Regions from separate parts of the Siniperca chuatsi genome. Here region 2 is linked to region 1. A link is a contact called in public Hi-C data. All regions are on one chromosome and are shown on one strand. Each heading gives the region's core, a stretch centred on a gene start, on an enhancer-like site or on the middle of the called end of the contact. The rest is flanking DNA. Distances are from core to core; before and after follow the strand shown.

The links. A called contact is a pair of places that touch in the nucleus more often than the background predicts.
Region 2: a contact with region 1 is called in a Hi-C map of an unstated tissue, with 6 times the contacts expected there. The contact joins the promoter of znf407 here to the promoter of zhx2a in region 1. A contact is called at or near these places in 2 of 3 Hi-C or Micro-C datasets (skeletal muscle and an unstated tissue).

The regions. Positions count from the first base shown.
Region 1 is chrLG9:21,948,558-21,953,938 of ASM2008510v1, forward strand. zhx2a (zinc fingers and homeoboxes protein 2a) reads right to left here and starts at 4,067. Exons shown (of 13, transcript XM_044206677.1): 1 at 3,658-4,067.
Region 2 is chrLG9:22,166,441-22,171,488 of ASM2008510v1, forward strand. znf407 (zinc finger protein 407) reads left to right here and starts at 1,823. Exons shown (of 10, transcript XM_044207197.1): 1 at 1,823-1,964; 2 at 3,948-4,689. The coding sequence starts at 4,014. LOC122881256 (a long non-coding RNA gene) reads right to left here and starts at 1,709. Exons shown (of 3, transcript XR_006379135.1): 1 at 1,282-1,709.

The DNA of each region.
Region 1 (5,381 bases), core at 2,817-5,316:
CAAACACACCACATATACTTTCTCCCACAGAATAAAAAAAACAAAAAAAACAAAAAAACAAAACAGGAATACCTGCCACCTGCTCACTTTAATGAATCAAAAACAAACAATTTCTCAGTGTTTTACTGTCAATCTTCTGCTCCAGGTTAATTCCAGTTTGCAGTCAGAAACTGTGTCATACAATTTCATTAATTCTTGCTAGCATGATTGACACATGCAACATCTGGCGGCATGATGACTGTCAACAATCAGCTCTCACACGTCATTTAAACAAATGATACTAGACTATATTGCACTCTCTTCGCTGTCAGACCATACCAATGGTTTCTATTTAAATGAATTTGACAAGATTGAGTCTTGTTTGTTTTCCATCATCTGACTACAGTAAACACAAAAGACGCATCTAGGAACAAATAGAGAGAATCACCTCACAGCTGGATGTTTTGGCTATGACATTCTAAGAGTTCACAGTACACTGAAAAACACTGCATGGTTGGACAAGACTGGAAAAACAGGCAATTCAATGAGGGTAATTTATTGCCACTTCTTCAAAAATAATAGCTGCCAAACTCCTCACTGTAAATAAACCAAATGATTTTAGGCTGTACATAAAATCCCTCTTCACTAACATGTTCTCTTTCTCTCCCTACTGCCATCACAGTGTAGTGATGATGGAACAATCACTGATGTTATGGACCACAAGGTAGGGTGGTGACATCTGTGCATTTCTCTAATCTCTTGAGCAATACTGAGAATAACAATTTCCCAAAACAATATCTAAAAACTGACTTAATCTAGCATCTGTCAAACTATAAAAACAATTCAGTAATGTTGTCCTATATAACCAAAACACTGGACAATATGCATTTTAATTTTAAATTGTCATCCTTTACATTCATCACTTCTTTCTAGTACACTGACTTGGTAACAGTCTATTTGTTAGAACAAGCAAAGAAATGTTCATAATCCAAAACATGATTAATTTTATTTAGGCAGGTTAATTGCATATGTTAATTTCTTATACATTAATAACACCTATTTTTGACTGTATTTCCTACACTGTTCTGCAAAAAAGCTTGGCTACACAATAGGCTAAGCAACCGTCTGTGTGTGTGTGTGTGTGAGATTTGAAATATGACCGTTTACTTTCATCAAAAGAAACCCTTTGATTGTTCAGCCACCAATAAAAATGAGCCGGTTGTCATTCCAAATTATATAACATTATCTGTGATTTGGCAGATCACAAGTGGAAACCATGTGAAGAACAAACATGAGCCACATTTTTATTCACATGGAAAGAGCAAGAGAGCATGGCTTAGTGAGCGAAGCCAAGTTTATACCCAGAGGAATAGCTGGTAACGGGTATAACAAGGGGGGTTGACTGCACTGTGATCAAAATCACTTACATCTTTTACGGATTGGGCTCCACTGTTGATCAAGGAACGTTTAGAAATGCAACATAATAGGTCATCCCAGGTATGAAGCGAATGTCGTTTAATGACCAAGATCTTTCATCAGACACACAGTACCACAGCTTTACTTAGAAAAGCAGTAAATGTAACACTAAATGCCTTTCAGTGAGTTGGCCCACCTGTAGGGACTGAGTGTGTAGACCTGTCAGAGGTCTGAGGCTGTATACTGGTAAACAGGTGCACTGAATTACAGCATAGTAAATCTGTGCCAGGGGGTGCTTATCATAACCAGCAATATGTAAGATATGAAATGCTACTTTAAATCTCAACCTACGTACTATCACAGTCAATATCTAGCTAATTGTAACTGGCATTGGGAGCCAGCTTTCCCTGAGTGCCTCCTTTCTTGGAAATGTCATGGTCAGGTGTTACTTTTTCCTTGCTCATCATTTGTATGTTGTTTATGAAAGACTCAAAATCAAATCATAATTATGTCCATGCGCAATACAGAATACAATTACAGGCCAATAAATGCCAGATGTATGATATGTAGGGTATGTACAAATACCAAGTACACCAGTGCTATCCTTTTCTAAACTTTAAAATTTGTATACCTCACTGCACAGAACTCATTGGAATCATTTTTGATGTAAGGTAACGTGAGGCCAGGGACTGCTATGGTACCAGAAACTACAGTTGGCAGCAGTCTGACTAAATGAGTGTAACTAATAAGAGGAAACATTGAATCTTATAATAACATTGACAAATAAACTGTATTTAATGTGGATTGGTCAAATCATGGCCAATACCAAAGATGCTTAATAAGGTCAGTATCAGCACAATTGTCTCTTGATAGTGTTTAGTACTACTGTAGGAGTATATGCCCAAATTATGTCAAATCCCCAAAAAGCAATAAGCCAAATTATGTAGGGCTTGAATAGAATGCACTCAGGTCTGATGGAGACATACGACTCCCAACTTACTGAAAAGTTAGTGCGTTTACAGTTACTGAAGAAACTTCATGACATGGACTCCCAATAATAAACCTATGACACATTACTGTATATGATGTTTACTGTTATATGACACAATGGCAGAAGAAACTAGAAAATTAGGCAGCAGATGTTATACATTTGGCCTACATTTTAAAAGCAAGCAGAATTCCCCTGTTTGAAATATAGCACTGGAGTATTTGACTGTATAATAATGGCATATGCTATGTTTGACCCTCATCCTGTATCTGTCTTGTTCAGCTCTCTTGTCAGCGACTTCACTAAAGCTATCTTATGCAGAGCAGGAACAACATGAAGGATGCAACGCAATGACATAAATCAAACAACCACTATCCCTCCAATAGGTTTTACTGGGTGCACGGAGGACACGTCTTCCCCTGGTTAAAGCAGAGTGTGTTGACACTGAGGAGTGCGGCACACAGACCGCCTACAGTCCGGGGCACTGGGCTCATAACCAAAGTTGATATAGTCTGAATAGAAAGAACCACGCCTGACTTTTTACAGCAGTTACAAGCCTACTGCAACGACAGGATATAAGTCAGGTCCTATGCTACAGCACTGTGTGTCTGTCTGCATGCAGTAAGAGCCGCGGTCTCGGAGGGGAGGAGGCATCACCAGGGGTAACGTTACGCCTACATCACAGAGTCGCACAAATCAAAGTCTATAAACAACGTCGGACTCCAAAAGTTGCACTCAAACCTCCGTACCGCGGAATCTGAGCGGGTACACCGGCGGCGGTGCGGAGTTTAACGGCCGTTTCCACCGGCCAACCCGAGATGTGACAGAGGGGCGCAGAAAAACACTCTCCCCAAATATTCCCCCTCTCGCCATCGACGTAACAACATGTCGGCAAAGGACGGCCATGTTTTGCTGGTTATGTCGACACGGGGAGGAGGAAAAGTAGACACGATGTTTCTCCTCTCTGCGTTCTCCCACCACGGTCACAACGTATCAAAGTGAAACTTAAACACGGGGGGGGGGGGACGTCCAAATAACAACTTGGCGGACACATTGTCTCAGCAAGCAGGTGTAAACGGCAGGGGCAGACAAAGTTCATGCGGCTAGACAAGTTAAAATATTTATACAGAGGCGTGTGGGTGTTTGGGAGCCACGCGAAGGCAGGGGAAACCAAGAGAGGCACAAAATAACAACTACACGCAGTTTTAACTTGAAGGACTTTAGGGGGAGGGGGGGCGTTTGAAAAGCAGAGGAAGAGTTTATCTATTTCTTACCTGCCCACCGTTTTGGCGCGATGCTCAGGTAGTGCAGTACAATCCCAAAGCGACTGCTGAGCGAAGAAATAAGCCAAATGTGTTTTAAACACTCTCACGGCGGTCCAATAACCGAGCAGACAACAGGCGACAGGAAAGAAAAAATTGGCGATCACAAGGAGGATCTACGCCAAAAGCCACATGATCGCCGACGTCAGAGTACGTATTTGCATGCCGTACCGGAGCGCCGGTCTCTGTCCACAGCGGGTCCATAGTGTTATGGCCGTGAAAAGTTAAGAAACAGGCTGAGGAAAGTGAAACAACTCTTTCTCCAGACGGCAGGAGCAGTGCTGGTGGCTCCATGAAGCATGCCTGCTGGTGTAAAAATGAATGAACAGCGTCTTGTTGCCGTCAAGTTGTCCCTGTGCTGATGTCTGCCTGCCTCTTGCTTGGAGCTAATTGAATATTAAAGTATCAGAGGGGGGCGTTTGTTACCCCAAAGGTCCCACCCTCCCTCTTTCACTCCGCCTACTCCTCTTTCTCTCTCCTCCATCTGACAGTATGCATGTGCATGTGAGGTGTGCAGTTGCTGCAGTGCTTTCTCAACTGGAGGCTGCTCTGCAGTGGAGAAACTGCATACATCCCCGCCTTTCATCACACGCAGGAAACATACTCACATCTGGATCCACAAAGGTTAGTCAGAGGTCAACTGATACTCAAGTTATATTGGAGAGAGAGACTGCTCTGAAGTGACACAGACAGCTCAGTGAGCTCCCACACAACAGTGACCTCCACTGGATCCACTTAAGAATTGATTCTGACCTTGGCCCATGCATGCATCACATCCCTCATGTGGCGACGGTGGAGTCATGTACAAAATTTGTACTGCAGTGATGCCTCCGGTATTCACAAAACTTGTGTCATTCATGAATAGAAAATATTATCAGATCACAGAGACAAGGGTTATTTTAATAACCTGTTTTCATTTGGTTTCAATTGGTTCAATTACAGCGCAGTGACCCTGGACTTGGATGGTATTTATTCTGTTGCTCAGGGACACTTCAGCACCGTGGAGGTTTGCTGCCATGTGGCCTGAACTTTGGCTGCAGTCTTGGGATGACACAGTCTTTCTCTAGTCCTTAGGGGATAAGCAAATGCACCAATATTGCTTTGCAAATACAGACATGTCACTTTAAAACAACAAATTCACTGATTTCTCTTAGTTTCTGAGGCAGTGATTTGTTTTCTGGAGATGCAAGGTTTCAAGAGTACAAAGCAGGACTGTTTTATCTTAAAGAGGATCTTCACTAATTTAGTATTGCACATCCATAAAGTTGGGGAACCTTTTAGAAACAGATTTTAAAAAAGTTGTTTAGATCAGTGCTGCAGAGGCTGAGATATGCTGACTTTTAGTCCCTACAAAAACACTGGATCCTACAATTCCCATGATGCAAATCAGTAGCGTCTTTTGTTAGATCCTCCCTGCCTGGTAAATGTCTTGCCTCAGTTTATAACGCAGGGTTGCCTGATGACATCATGTGAGTTAAACTGACCTTGATGTGTAAAATTGCCCCTTTAAGTTCAGTTGGATCCAAAATCACAAGAATTATACATTCTACTGTATCTGTATATAGGCCTTTAAAGCATAACTTGGGCCTTTTGTGTCAAGTTTGTATGTTTTCCCAGTGGTTGTTTCCTCTGGGTGGAGCGGTTTCAGCCAACACCAAAAGACATGCATGTCAGGT
Region 2 (5,048 bases), core at 573-3,072, 220 kb after region 1:
TTTAATTTGAAGATTTTTTTTTAAACTTCAAACAAAAGCTCAACTCTCTCACATGGCCACTGTACATTAATACGGCAGAAATGTAATGAAATGTGCTACATTCACATGCTCTTCCTAGTCCTCAGCCTGCAGATGGTAATCTCCACAAGAAAACTTCACCTCAGCTTCAAGCTAGGTAGGCTACTGATGAGTCCTGATGTTAGTCCTCAAGTCAACAACCTTCCCTAAGTAACAAAAGCAATACCTTTTTACAGAAGAATAGAAATACCCAAATTCAAGAGCAGTAAATTAACTAAAACGTACAAAATCTATTTCTTATCTATGCATGATGCCCCTCGTGGCTGGTGATGTAGGCCTACTTTGTTGTAAAACCTGTGTAAAACATGACCTTAAATGCATCGATTCCTGACTGGGTGTGTTGTACGAGTTACTCTGCTGGACCGTTCTCCGCCCACCGGGACGGTCCTGGGAAAATGAAGCCTCGCTAGCTAATGCTGGAAGCCAGAAACAAACATATGTGATCCGTTGTTTGTTTGATAATCTAAACAAAGAACACGTTTTCTTGCGGTGGCCTTTCTAAAACGTGCAGTGGTGAAAGTTACTATATTCTGTTATTATCAATGAGTTGATAAGCAGACAGCGTTAACTAACTAGCTTGTTGAAAAGTTATCTGGTACAATGGAGTTTGAGTCGTTTGTGTACCTCCCCCACTTATAATACTGGGAAGTGATTAGCCGAATTAAAAAGTGATTCACAACAGGTTCAGGCGGAAGCCGCGGGTAGCCAGAGACAAGCATGGACGTATAAGACATGGAGCCAAGGCCGCGTTACTTTCTCCCCACCCGTTTTCTGTCAAGGCCCGCCCTACTGTGCTGTAATTGGCTAGTACTCGTTACTTCGACGCGTCCTTGTGATTGGATGCTGCATGGAAGAGCTCCTAGGTGCTCCCTCGCCTGAAACTTATTGCATACATATTCTAGTTGACCTTTATTATAAAATATGACAAATCTGATCAGTTAATTTACCACACTGATACTAATAGTTCTGAGGGGAATATGTTAACAGTTCTCTAACCTTGTTTTTCTCGATAACACATGGTTCAAGATGGAGTGTAATAATGTTCATTGAATACAAGATAGATTTGATCATTTTACAACACAGGGTTGTATAACGAGATTTGGGTTGTAGTTCCCTTTATGCTACTCATAAAAACAAATGCTATGTACAAAAATGATATACAATGGATTAGTGAATAAATAATAAGTCATAAAACTATTTTACATGGTGGAGTGCTGGGGATGAAGTTAGGAGTCTCTCAGCCTGAGGGAAGAAGCTGCTCTGTCGTCTGGTGGTACGACACCGGATACTGCTGTATCTCTTTCCAGACGGCAGCAGGGTGAAGATGCTGTGGTCGGGGTGGGTACTGTGCTTTAGTACCCTTTGGGCTCTGCGCAGGCACCTCACCTCACCGATATCACTGCTGCTCGGTATATGGGTGCGGAGCGGTTTAATCACCCGCTGCCCTCCTTTCATGCGCCGTGCGCATGTGATGTTCCAGTCAGGGTGCTTCCTATTGCTCCTCTGTGAAAGTTAAAAAGAACTTGGCACGGCAAGTTGTAGTTGTGAAGCAAATGTTATATGAACAAGGGGTTAAATTGCGTATAGCTAAATTGAGTTGCATCCCCTCTGAAGATATAAAGATTTTAAACATATTTATATTTATTACATTATCGTCAACGTCAGTAGTGTCACTAGAAAAAAAGGATCTAGGAGCTAGGATCCAATCGCAAGAACGCGTCGAAATAACGAGCTAGCCAATCACAGCACAGTAGGGCGGGACTTGACGTAAAACGGGTGGGAAAACAAATAACGCCTTCTCGTGTGACGCATGGCTCACGCTACGGTACGCCATTTGTGTCTAGCAGCGAAAAGCGCGGACAGTGGAAATAGTCGTATAACAAGAGGTAAGTTTCATTGAGGTTCGACTGTATACTCTAATTATTGCTCGAGATGCTTATACTGAAACTATAGACGACTCTATGGGGTATTTTCAAGCACTGTTTCAGCAATATAGAACACTCCTTCAGAGGTCGACGTTAGCCTCCTTTTTGGGCCTCTGTGCTGCCGTCGTTTTCAAGCCATGGAGCAATCTAGACCCGCCTTTGTCCCGCTGTGATTGGATAACACAGCTGATGTAGCAATTTAATTGGACGCGCTCTGCGTATCTCAAAACACAGTTGGGAAACATGTCCCTTGTTAGCATGTTAGCCGCGGTAGACAGCACAACAGCAGTATTGACAACAACTCAAACTGGTTTGTGTCTTAGTGCAAGAGCCATTTACGCCGTGAAAAGAGTGCTATACGCAGTATTTTACACTGCAGCACTAGATGTTTGTCGTTTCCGTTTCCAACGTGCAGTCTAAAACCTGTTCGGCTAACTTAACAATACTTTTTAAGCCAGTATTAGATGCTTGGTAGTAAACTCGCTGGAAATTCACCCATATAGTCAGCAAGTCGGCAGTGTAGTTAAATTGTGTTCAAAGGCTTGTTAAATGACGACGGAGCTGTACCAGAAGCAGACACAACATTCGTGACCGTCTCTGAATGCGGTCACAACCGACACCGTTGCCTTCTGCCCAGATACTAACGGTGTATGTTCTCCGCTCTGTAGAGGGAACGTAATACCGAATCCCCAATTAAAAACCTGGAAACATAACACGAGTTAAGACCCGTAATAATTCACCTATAAGTCACTCTTTATTTCGGCGTACAATCCACCTAACGTTATCAATCCCACATACACATTAACGTCACTGTATATTCGAACTTGAAACGGTGTGCCTTCTGGAAATCCTGTAGTTATATTCTACCACAATACACGATTGATGGCGGTAGTGAGCACAATGAGCTCATTCTCAGTGTTAGACTTTATTGAAATAAAGTGCTCATTGGTTGACCTTAACAGAACCCCAATGAACCCCTAAGATCACTTTTTTATTTATTACTACATTTACATTTGCGAGTACAAATAGGCTGAGGCTTGTTTTCAGAAACAGGGCATGGCCCACTACACACACGTAAATCTAGGCAAGGGACAGTATCCAGTATTGATTTAACTCAAATCCTTATACAACAACAGGATAAATAACAGGATGAAATGTAGTTAAAAGGTATATAAAAATATATTTTCGTGACAGTTTATATATGGATCATGGAAAATGGGCTGAAATGTAATATTATGTGCTCAAGATGTCCCCATTTCATTTTACACAAACAATGAATTATATGGTGGTTGAGAAAGCTGCAAATAAGTAAAACACAAGCAAATTAAGAAACACATTCATCAGTTTGACTACACATATGTCGTAAAAAGAAACATGCTGCAAATACAGGACAGGCAAGCAAATCAGAAGCACTTCTTGAGTTGCAGTGCATTGAGCTGTCTCGGCCACTGTAAAATTACATTGCATATTTGCTACAAAAAAGGACACTTTTAGACTATTGCAACTGTGAAGCATTAGAAATATGGTTATTCATAATTAAATGTTAAGCTATACTTAATATACTATTACTGATCTAACTGTGGCAATGACTGTAGCTCTACTGAATCATGTCTACAAGCATTTAGTAATGAATCAGCAATGACATGTATGATATGTATACTCCATTAAATGACTGTAACTTAAGTGGACTTATTTTTGCTCATTTAAGAAGCAGTGACAGTCAGCTCTCATGCTGGCATGTATTTACCCAACAATTTGTGTCTGGAAGCACTAGATGGCAACATTTACTTGTGTTAAGTCAGATAGTGTTGTTGAAGGATTGATCACTTTTCAGAATCTTGTGGTTAATTACAGAATTTGTGGCTAATGCACTTAACTTGTTTACAGAATGTGTTTCAGAAAATTGAAGATGCCAAACATAAATTCTGTGTTTGTTTTTTCCAGGAGTTTGATTCCGTTTTGATGATAGCGATCAACTTCTCTGTTATATAATTATCGCAGGATATTGATATGGATAAAACATTGATATCAAGAAAGGAGGCTGTTGAGGACAAAGTGCCTGAAAATAACACCAGTGGGAAGGTGCAGCCAGATGATGTGGAAATGGAGGAAACTAGAAGAGACTCACCCAGTAGGACTGCCAATCCTGATGAAGCAGATGAGGAACTCGCTGAGAGGCTGCGGCCAGACTCCGTACCTGACGAAGGGGATAACCTCTGCACCATTTGTGGCTTCTCAGCCAAATGTCCAAGATCACTGAAGATTCACTATGCAAGAAAGCATGGAAAGAACTCAAAGAATACCAACAGAACTGCAAAGCCACCTGAAAAAAGTGAAAATATCTCTGACGTCATTCCAGCTGAAATCCAACAGGAAGTAGAAGACATGCAGACAGAAAGTGCTGCTGAAGTTAAACAAAACCAGGAGTCTGATCTTGATGAGCTGAGATCAGCAGCCAATGACAATGGCATGAACACAAAGAGTTTAACTATAAAGGAAACTTTATTGGATAAACAGCAGACAGATCAAGAGGAGGCAATCCCTACACAAGAGAGAAGAGTAAGCAAGCGAACCCCAAAACCTAAGATGATATATTCCTGCAACTACTGTGGGCAAGAGTTTAGGGACAAGTCCCCTCTAGATGTGCATATCCACAGATACCACACCAAAGACACCCCATACACATGTGAGTATATGCTATTCTGCAGTTCAGTCAAAGTTGAAATCCAGCCACACACTGAGTTCATGTTATTCTAAAGATGTTAGATAGTTTGGTCTGTATTTGAAGCAGAAATGTTCCATCAAAACATTGATAGAAGTCTTAAGCATTTCATGTTAATTATATCTAAATTCTCTTTTTGGGGAATTTTCACTTAATATAATATTGGTATTAGGTGTTAAACATTAAACATCATTTCTACATAAAAAAATGTAGAAACATTCTATTCTAAGTTTTTTCCCCATTATTTATCCATTTATTGTTCAAAGTTATGCTTGCATACATTTTTTTTACTGAGTTGTTTAAATTGATGGTTGAAAACAGAC